Linked DNA regions of Zea mays: all the other regions are linked to region 1. The links are chromatin contacts, called in public Hi-C maps. All regions are on one chromosome and are shown on one strand. The core of a region is the stretch at or near the end of the contact, and the rest is flanking DNA. Distances in the headings are between cores, read along the strand shown. Region 1 holds the start of LOC103630535 (scarecrow-like protein 6). Region 2 holds the start of LOC100381635. Region 3 holds the start of LOC100275685.

The links. A called contact is a pair of places that touch in the nucleus more often than the background predicts.
Region 2: a Hi-C map of endosperm shows a contact between it and region 1, with 2.8 times the contacts expected there. The contact joins the promoter of LOC100381635 here to the promoter of LOC103630535 in region 1. A contact is called at or near these places in 4 of 25 Hi-C or Micro-C datasets (ear, endosperm, leaf and 1 more).
Region 3: a Hi-C map of endosperm shows a contact between it and region 1, with 2.2 times the contacts expected there. The contact joins the promoter of LOC100275685 here to the promoter of LOC103630535 in region 1. A contact is called at or near these places in 6 of 25 Hi-C or Micro-C datasets (bundle sheath, ear, endosperm and 3 more).

What each region holds. Positions count from the first base shown.
Region 1 is chr1:2,008,539-2,011,703 of Zm-B73-REFERENCE-NAM-5.0, forward strand. LOC103630535 (scarecrow-like protein 6) reads left to right here and starts at 1,559. Exons shown (of 1, transcript XM_008651591.4): 1 at 1,559-3,165. The coding sequence starts at 2,161.
Region 2 is chr1:1,826,133-1,829,297 of Zm-B73-REFERENCE-NAM-5.0, forward strand. LOC100381635 reads right to left here and starts at 1,502. Exons shown (of 1, transcript NM_001174451.1): 1 at 1-1,502. The coding sequence starts at 1,161. The coding sequence ends at 100. It also overlaps the pseudogene LOC103630509.
Region 3 is chr1:2,145,637-2,148,801 of Zm-B73-REFERENCE-NAM-5.0, forward strand. It overlaps LOC100275685, which reads right to left and starts at 1,518. Exons shown (of 4, transcript NM_001371721.1): 1 at 663-1,518; 2 at 400-567; 3 at 88-294; 4 at 1-18. The coding sequence starts at 1,346. It overlaps LOC103630556 (mediator of RNA polymerase II transcription subunit 12-like), which reads right to left. Exons shown (of 12, transcript NM_001319720.1): 12 at 2,794-3,165. The coding sequence ends at 2,794.

The sequences.
Region 1 (3,165 bases), core at 309-2,808:
GACTTGGTGAGCAAGGTGACCCAGTTCACCACATTATAGCAATCCATCTAGTACTTCTCTTGCTACTACTAAAGAATTTATTCTTTCTTTAATCAAATTTGGTTCCTTCCTTGTTGATTTTATTTCGCATATTTTTTGTCTTCTTCATCATTAGTGTCATCTTCACATCATCAACTTCATAATAATTTGAGCTTTCAAGATCTTATTTGATTTTTCTTTTGCATTTAATGTCATGGTTGGCTTTGAAATCCAAGTCCTTGTTTGAAGAAGAGTCGTGTTGATTGTTTATGTGCATGTACATCTCATGGGTGTTGACCATCCCGAAGATTTTGCTTGGTGTAGTGGTGGATAGATCAACTTGATGGAGCATGGTGACAATGTGCCCATATTTGTTAATTGAGAGGACAATTAGAATTTTTCTCATGACGTCCTGTTGTGTAAATTGTATGACTCACAATCGATTGACTTATTCTATAAGGACATTCAAGTGTGAGTACGTGTCATTTGCATTTTAATGAGAAAGCATTTCAAAAGAATTTAATTTATTCATGATTAAATGGTAACACTCCCCACACTCACTCTTTGTTCCCTCATGGATTGTGCATATATCTGACCAAAGAGCATGAGCGTATTTACGATTACACACTCTATTGAATACAGCCTTGCAAAGGCCTCTGAAAAATAGTTCTCAGCCTTGGAATTGCTCAAATATAAATACTTAATATAAAAGGAAGGATTATAAATGCCTCGATGTTTTGCTAAGGTAGCAGAATGTCATCACTCTCCATTCTTCCTTGTTGGAGAACCCATGAAAGGGTGTCACTCCCCTTGATCTGCGCAAGGACCAAGCACTCTTTATGAGCAGGTTCTTTGCCTCTATAGCATGATGAACCATTGACAACCATGTACACACTTAAGTTTGGTCACCCACAAGCTCTTTAGGTGACCATTAAACTATCGATCACCACTAAATTGTTTAGACGATGTTGTTCGTCAAGAGTAATAAACGCTAACTCTCACTTGACCTAACCAAGTCTAATAAGGATGGTGAATGCACAGAAGCTACTCTCAATGTGCTAACGAGGTCGTTGATCACATGATTATTAACTCTCAAGTCCCTCATTAGGTAAAGGTTCTTCCTCACTATCAAATGATCCATTCAACTATTGAAATAGGCAAGAGACTTCATTTGGCTGAATTGGTAGGGGCAAAAATAGCCTAAAGCAAAGGAACTAGTTGCTACAATCCAACTCATGATAGTTAGAGGCATCAGACATGTCGTGTGCACTAACTCCCTATACCGGACATGTTTGGTGCCTTCCCGATGGCTAGTTTTTTAAAATTTGAAACTAGTCCTTATTTAGAATAGAGTTATCTTGTTTAGAATGGTTGTGCGTTCACAAACGAGATAATTGGATTTTTGTCACTCACAATGTTCTGTTCTTGTTATAATTACCATTGTGTTTATGAATTGTGGGTCCAGCTGGGTCTATAAAATGTGGGTCTGATGGCAATTTTACAAATCTGTTTCTTGCTGATGGCAAATATCAGCTCGTTCACAAACCCCTCTGGCATCATGTCTGGCCCGGCCCGCGCTCACCCAATGTCATTAGGCCCATCAACCAAATAGCACTCCATTCGATGCTACGCGTCTGTAGTAGTGATGTGTAGTTACTACAACGGGTTTTCGTGCCTATGATTCGCGGTAATCACCAACATTTTATTTTGTTTTTTTTTATGCGCTTGTGAAGGCCGGCAAATAAAGCCGGTGGAAGGGCACCGCAAAGTATCGTGCTCTGCTCACTCTCTCCAAGACCAAATGACATGCGTTGCGTTGCGTTGCTTGCTAGCAACTTGATATATTCTTGCTGCCATGCCAATCGTCGGTGCTGATCCTAATCATCCTGTCTAAGCTCAGACGACGACACATCGAGGGATGCCCCTCGCCGGAGCCGCGACGGCCGCGAACCTGCCACGACTCGCCCCCTACGCCCAAGTACCAGCCCGCCCACCACGCTGTCTTCGCCACTCGGCATCGCCGACGTGGCGGCCCTCGCCGACGCCGACGCCAAGAGCGTCTCCCCGCCCGCATGGCCGGACGACGACGACGACGACGTCGCCGGGAGGGACGACTGGGTCCACCATCTCCCGCCCCTTGACATGCACATGCCGCCGCTCGGCCTCGGCGCCGCAGAGGCCTGGGAGCCCCACGCGCAACCTCCGGGTCCGGGCGGCCTCACCCTCTCGCACGCCCAGCAGACCCACGACAGCACCTTCCTCGGCTGGTTTATTGCCGACGACGTCGCCATGTCGGGCGTCATGGACGACCACAACTCCCACTCGGTACTTCATGACCTCGACCACATACCCTCTTCCTCCGTGCCGCCGCCGCAGTTCCAGCCTCTCGCGCCCCACGTGCACTACCCGCCCAAGCTGCACCACCACCAAAACCCCGTGGTGCCCGCGTCGCCTCCCAAGCACACGCTCCTGAAACCCAAGCCGGAGGCGCCGGGGACCGACGACGCTTCCACGGCGGTGGACCAGCTCGCCGAGGCCGCCAAGCTTGCCGAAGCCGGAGACGTTTTCGGCGCCCGCGAGATACTGGCGCGGCTCAACTACCTGCTCCCGCCCGGCGCCGCGACGGCGACGCCACTGCTCCGCTCCGCCTTCTACTTCAAGGAGGCTCTGCGCGCTGCCCTGTCCACCACCGCCTCCGCAACCGCCGCCGCCGCCGCCGCGCCGGTGGACGTGCTCCTAAAGCTCGGTGCCTACAAGGACTTCTCCGAGCTCTGCCCCGTGCTCCAGTTCGCGCACTTCACCTGCGTCCAGGCCATGCTCGACGAGCTGGGTGGCGCTGCCTGCATCCACGTGCTGGACTTGGACATCGGCGTCGGCGAGCAGTGGGCGTCGCTCATGCAGGAGCTGGCCAGCCGCCGCCCGGGCGCCGCGCTCAAGGTCACCGCATTGGTGTCCGCGGCGTCGCACCACCCGCTGGAGCTGCAGCTCGTCCACGAGAACCTGTCCAACTTCGCGGCCGAGACGCGCGTCCCGTTCCAGCTGGCCTTCTTCAACCTCGACGCCATGGACCCCGCGGAGCTGCTCGCTACCGCCGCCGGCGACGCCGTCGCCGTCCACCTCCCGGCCGGCTCCGTGCACGCCCCCGCG
Region 2 (3,165 bases), core at 252-2,751, 180 kb before region 1:
CTCTGTTTTCATTGCTCACAAATAATTCTTGCTTGCAAATCAATCCCAAAATGAAATCAAATGTTGGTTACAAGAAGAATCGAAATACTTGAATGTTGGCTACGTAGCTAGTGCGCGCCGTCGTCGTCCTCCAGCTCGTAGATGGCGTCCGGGTGGCCGTCCTCCAGCGCGCTCACCCGCCTCCGTATCCTCCTCAGGACGCCCTCCACGGCGAGGTCGACGGCGTCCTTGGTGGACTCTCTCAGGTCCGCCGCGCTCCCGTGCCGCCGGTACACCACCCTGGGCGCTATCTCCAGCAGGCGCTCCCGCATTCTGGCGACCTCGTCCGCGGGCACCGCCGCCAGCACGTCGGTGATCCTGACGTCCCCCATCACCACCGAGTCCTTTGGTATGGTGACGGAGAACTGGTCGTACCTCCCGCGGGGCAGGTGCCAGCCGTAGTGCGCCCTGGCGGCGGCGTGCTCGAAGAAGACCGGGACGCAGCCGGCGACTATGGCGTCGAACGTGGAGCGGCGGGATGGCGAGTCCCCGGGCGGCTGCAGGCAGAAGTTTGCTCTGAGCATGGGGCGCATGTACGCCACGGGGTTGAGCGCGCACGCGGCGGCGGAGCAGTCGACGACGATGCACACGTTGTTGGACTTGGACGACGTGCGGTTGGCGCACTCGGCGAGGATGGCGCCCCGAATGTTGGGCCTGGACGGCCTGGAGACGCCGCCGGCGTAAAGCATGAGCGCGGTGCGGCGTGAGCGGCGCGCGCGGGCGGTCCAGGAGCGCAGGCGCGGCAGCGAGGACGGGTGGAAGGAGGTCGGGTGCGGGATGGCATGCTCCTGCCAGGGCCAGGTGCGCGACTCGAGCGTGAGCACGGTGAAGTTGGCGAGCTCGGGGAGGCGGAGCAGCGACGTGGTGCCATACATCCGGGGCTCGGCGTCGTGCGGCTGCGAGTAGTCCCAGGCGGTGCCGGCGAGGAGGAAGAAATGGTCGTGGCCGTGGCGGCGCGCCAGGACCCGCGGCTGGTTGCGCGCCAGATAGCGCGCGAGCGGCAGGCCGTGGAGCGCGGAGGAGTTGAGGAGGTCCGGGTGGAGGACGTAGGGCAGCGCGTCCAGCGCCGCGTAGTAGGGGAGGAAGACGGCGTCGGCCTGGGCGGGTCGGGCCACGAGGCATGCGCGCTCCAGGAGGCGGCGGTGGAAGAAGGGCTCCAGCAGCCGGGCGTCGGTGCGGTACCAGGAGCGGGTGCCGTTGTGGGTGCGGGGGCCCAGGCCGTGGTTCGCGAGGGACGCGCACGCCGGAGTTGACTTGGAGTCTGGGTCGGCCAGCGGGAACGCCGTGGCGCAGTAGAGGAGGAGGTGGGTGTTGAAGCGCGCGGGGAGCCAGCGGATGTGGATGCGGCGGCCGGAGCAAGGGTCTGGGCCGTCTGGCAGTGGCAGCAGGCTGCTGCTCTTGTTCTTGCTAGCGGTAGCGGAGGACGTAAGAATAATGGGGAGGAGGAGGAGGAGGAGGCGCCGCGCCATCGTCGATCAGTTCCCCTCTGCTCTGCGCGATGGGGAGGAGGAATGGTCGCCATGGCATGCGGACCACTGACCACATCACACACGTCTCGGTGGATCTGGGCCGCCGCGGCAGTTAAGGTAGTTAGTTAGTTAGTTGTGCCGAATGTCAAAAAACAAAAATATCTAATTAAATCTAGATCAATCTATGTTTAATTAAACCAATCGTAAATTGAAATGATAAGCATTTAATATTTAAAACCAAAATTATACACAATTTTCCCTCCCCAAATGTCGACACATACGTCATGATTCATATTTGATACGAGTCAAATCCTTTGTAGTTCATATATTTCGCATGGACTCGACCTCTGAACGACACCCTTGATTCAACTTATAGCTAGTGGTGTGCGTATATATTATAGGTAGTATTTAAATAAATAGTTATTTACACACGCTCCAAACCATTATAATGACGTGTGCTCTATTAGACCTGCCCAATCTCAGTGCGTCTAACCTGTATCTCTATAAATAAAATTTATATTTCGAGTGAGAAACCATAATTTCAATCTTTGTGTCGTCTCCCGTAAGGTAGCTCGGGCGGCACCGAACCCTAGCTGCCATTATCGCCCCTTTCTTCTCTCATCTCGGTCTGGCTACCACGAGAGTAAGCAGACAAAAGTTTTGAGTCGCTTATGAGGATGGTGTGGCAGGGACCTCCTCGTGACTTTAGGCTTCACAGGCGTAATGGACGGTGACGCCACGACTGATACATGCACCGGCGCCCCTCCCCTGCTCAATAAAACAACTAAAATCTTGAATCGAACTTACTAATCCTAAGTTTTAGGGTCGTGCGAACCTACTAGGGGTCGTCTTGGCAGCCAACATGCTAGGAGCTGGGAGGTGTGTTTGATGTTGCGGTCGTCCCTCCTAACTGCGACTCCATGTATGGGGGGTTTAGGGTGTGCCACCTGGCTTGACCTGCAACTAAGAAGGGGATGTTGGTGTCAGTGTACCACTCTATAGATACACAACAATCAGTTAAACCTTAAATCCTAGCCAGATCATGTGGATTGGCCTGTGCGATTTGCCTCGATCGACTCCGTGAGTCGATGGTTGTTTATTTTCTAGGTCGACTATTAATATGACAATAAATGTGATCTTGCATTAAAAGCGACCAACGACAGAAGTAAACCTACCTAAAGCATGTTTAAGCTAGTTGCTTACTCTAGAGCGATGCAGGCTACATGCATGGCCAAGAAGGAAGTAGCGGGCTAGTGGAGCATCGTATTACTCACGATGTTAACCAAATCTAGGGTCACATAAACAGTAAACCATCTTTAGGAACATTCCAGATCTAATCTTACTCTAGAGCTACAATGTTTGGATACCTTCTAGTGAACTTATTGAGAAAAACCTTTCCACTACGATTAAAGTAGTTTTACTCATACATGTCTACCTCTGCTTTAGTGCTCAAAACTATTTACTCATGCTGCTTTTTGTATAAAATGGTATTTCTATCTTCGTTTCTTAGAAAATTGTTTTGTAATAACTCTAATTTTGTAACTATGTGATGTATGAAATAATTAATTAAGATTGTTATAAATTGTATTCAGTGATTTATGATAATGGTGAAAACATAGATTTTTGAGTTCTCTTTGTATGTACTCAACATACTATC
Region 3 (3,165 bases), core at 268-2,767, 140 kb after region 1:
TTCGATTAGAACACCCACCTGAAAGTGCAATAGTGTCAGTTTAGGATGTGAACTTCCAGAGCCTAATGACAAGTAGAAGAAACTTACTTCCTCAATGCAGAATAGCGATGCAGCACTGATAAAGGTAGCTGGAACAACAATCCATTTACATTCTTCCCAGAGTATGATTGGGAGTGTAAGATGCCACAGAACAAGGAACCTTGAAGTAAGTCTAGTGTATGCGAGAGGGATAGGGATCCCCATGAGCTGCTCGCAAACGCCGATTCCTTCAAGAAAACAAGACAGTTTAGACACCTACAAAGCAAGAAAAGATAAATAGCATTAGGTTACTTCGATGGTAGCCACAGAATGCACCCATCCACCAGTTATCTTACAACGAACTATAAATACTAAGCTTACCATGATGCTCCTCTTCTGCTCGTCGAGATCTAGCATTTGGAGACTCTGTGCGATGAACTCGATAATACAGCGTGGCCGATGTTTCGATGCTAGAACAACGCTCAGGTCATCTTCGCCAAGCAAGCCCTCAAGGTCCCCTTTTACGTCAGAGTCGCAAATTATGTGGCACTGAAAATGCAACAGTCACTGTAAAGCGTAAAGCACATCCACCCACCACAGAGTAGAGTAGAGCAGAGCAGTCCAATCCAATCCAATCCAAGCACCTTGAGCGCGACGGGGAAGGCGAGGACGTAGTTGACGAGCGCGCGCCTGAGCGGCTCGTCGTCAGCCTGTCGTCCTCCCGGTCCCGGATTGGGAGCGCCACCCGTATGCAGATTGTTAGGAAAAGGATGACGCATGAGCATCCCGGCGAGGTCGGCTGCGCTGGCGAGCACGCGCATCCACGCCTTGCGTCCCTCGTCGAAGCGCGCGTAGGAAGCCTCGGTGCGGAAGACGAGGAGGAGCGCGAGCGCGGGCGCAGTGAGCTCGTAGGGGAGCGAGGATGCGGTGAGCGCGTAGGCCGGTAGGAGCGTGTTGTAGGTGGCGATGGCGGCGGCGAAGGCGGTGAAGGCGGACACCGGGGGCGCCAGGGAGAGGATGGCGCGGGAGGACAGCGAGGTGAGGAGGTGGCGCAGGTGGCGGCGGGAGCTGCGGTGGTGCCGCCAGGTGGCGTGGTCGTAGAGCGGGCGGCGGTCGCGGACGCGGCGCTCCTGGATGGCGTCGGCCCAGTCGGGCACCGCGGAGAGAAGGGACAGCACAGGGTTCGGACTCGGGATCGGCGGCATGGAGGCAGGTGGTGGTGGTGGGTCGGGGAAGCAGCGGGTGGCCACGTGGAGGCGGCGGGTGGCGTTGGGCGGGTGGTGGCAGCGCCCGCGTGGTGTCGGGGGTTTAGGCGACGGCGCCGCCATGGAACCCGACGAGTTCACAGAGCGAGGGCCATTCGTGGAAGTGGTTGGATGGGTGGGTCAGTGTGTGGCGGAGCCGCGGAGGAGCGGATCAGCCCCCACCCTCCAGCCCAAGCTTGACAGGTGGGTCCAAGCGAGCAGCCCTGTCCCCTGCTGGGACGAGAGCCATGTCGTGCCCACATGCTGCTAAACCACCGTACTCTATTTAGAATTAAATAGAGAGGTGATTGGTTCTCGTTTATTCAAAAGTAAATAGGAAAGTGGACTGGTTCTAATGTCTCTAGCAATCTCAAATATATTATATATATTTTTAATTTTACTAAAACTATTATTTAATGTATTAAAATAGATAGAGGAGAGAAGATTGAAACTCTATATATAAAGCATCTAGTTCACTAAATTTAGAGGGTCTTTTTAGATTATGTTACTAAATTTAGAGGGTCTTTTTAGATTACGTTACTAAATTTAGAGGGTCTTTTTAGATTACGTTGTTGGGTGCGTCCTCTAAATTTTAGGATAAGGAACTCTTTAGTGGTCTTTGTTGAAGACAGCCTAACTTGTCATGCTTTATCTACTATGTAAGATTAGTTCTTTAATTTAACTAACTAACTTTAGATAGGGCTAACTTTAGATAGGCCGAGAACCAAACCGACTTTAACTATGTTTGTTTGAGTTGCCTTTTTCAAGTCAAAAAGTCTGAAATGATGATAACAAGCTAGGGTAGTAACATTTAAAAAAGTTTATATTGGGTTGATTTGAACATACCCAATAAGTATTTTCAAAACACCAATATGTAATGGGATTCTAAAGCACAGTAGCATTAGAAAGAGATGTGTAGGAAAGTCGACTTTAACTATGATCCTCAAAAGGAGAAAACAGTTAGTTATCTATCTCCAATAGCTAAACTCTACATTACCTTTATATTAAGCAACAATACATCGCTAAAGGAAGCTTATACCACAAAAACAAACAGCAAACCAGTAGGACGGTTTAGTCATAGAACGATCCAAACTCATGATGTCTAGGCTGCACTAGTAATAGCTAAAGCAAATAGGCAATGCAACTTCCGTCAGCCTTAGATCAAAAGAATATATGTGACATGACAATTACATCTCAGACCCAAAAAAAAAACAAGTACAGGGCTCTTGGCTAGAAATCTACTACATGGCTTCCTGCCTGATTCTCAAATAAGCTCCCCCATTGAATCCAGAAATGGATTCCAACTATATACAGCCGCCCCCACAGGCCCTAACTAAAACAAATCGGGGGCAGCGATGTATTCTAACACTACAACAACCAACCAAAAGCCATATGGTTTCCATTCCACCTTGTGGTACAGAGCTCTCAAAGAATTCGATGCAGTTGGTGCTTTTAACTTGCACACGACACAAATGCCAACAAGTGAGACCAAATTCTTTGCCTCCAATTCACCAAGATAATCATACACGTATCAGCTGTCGTCATCTACAGACCCAATGTAGGTCAGTTCTGTCCTCCTCACCCTCACGGCACCCTTAAGCCAGCTGGAAGCTTTCAGATTAGCATGGTCTCCCGTCACTCCACTCGAGCCATTGCTTCCAGATGCTGTGGAGGGGGGGCAGTTTGTGCCATCTTCCAGCAAGCTCCATGGATCTACCTCCGTTTCAGGGTCATGAGAAGGCAATGCTGCCTTGCTTCTGACTGATACGTTAGTGGGCACCCAACTCACACAAGAACTTTTCTGTTGAGGACCTACACCAGAGGTACTGCTCTGGAGTGGTGATAATGCAGCCAACGACAACTGCGGAGGTTGGCATTGCATACAAGGGCGCCTGGATGGTGG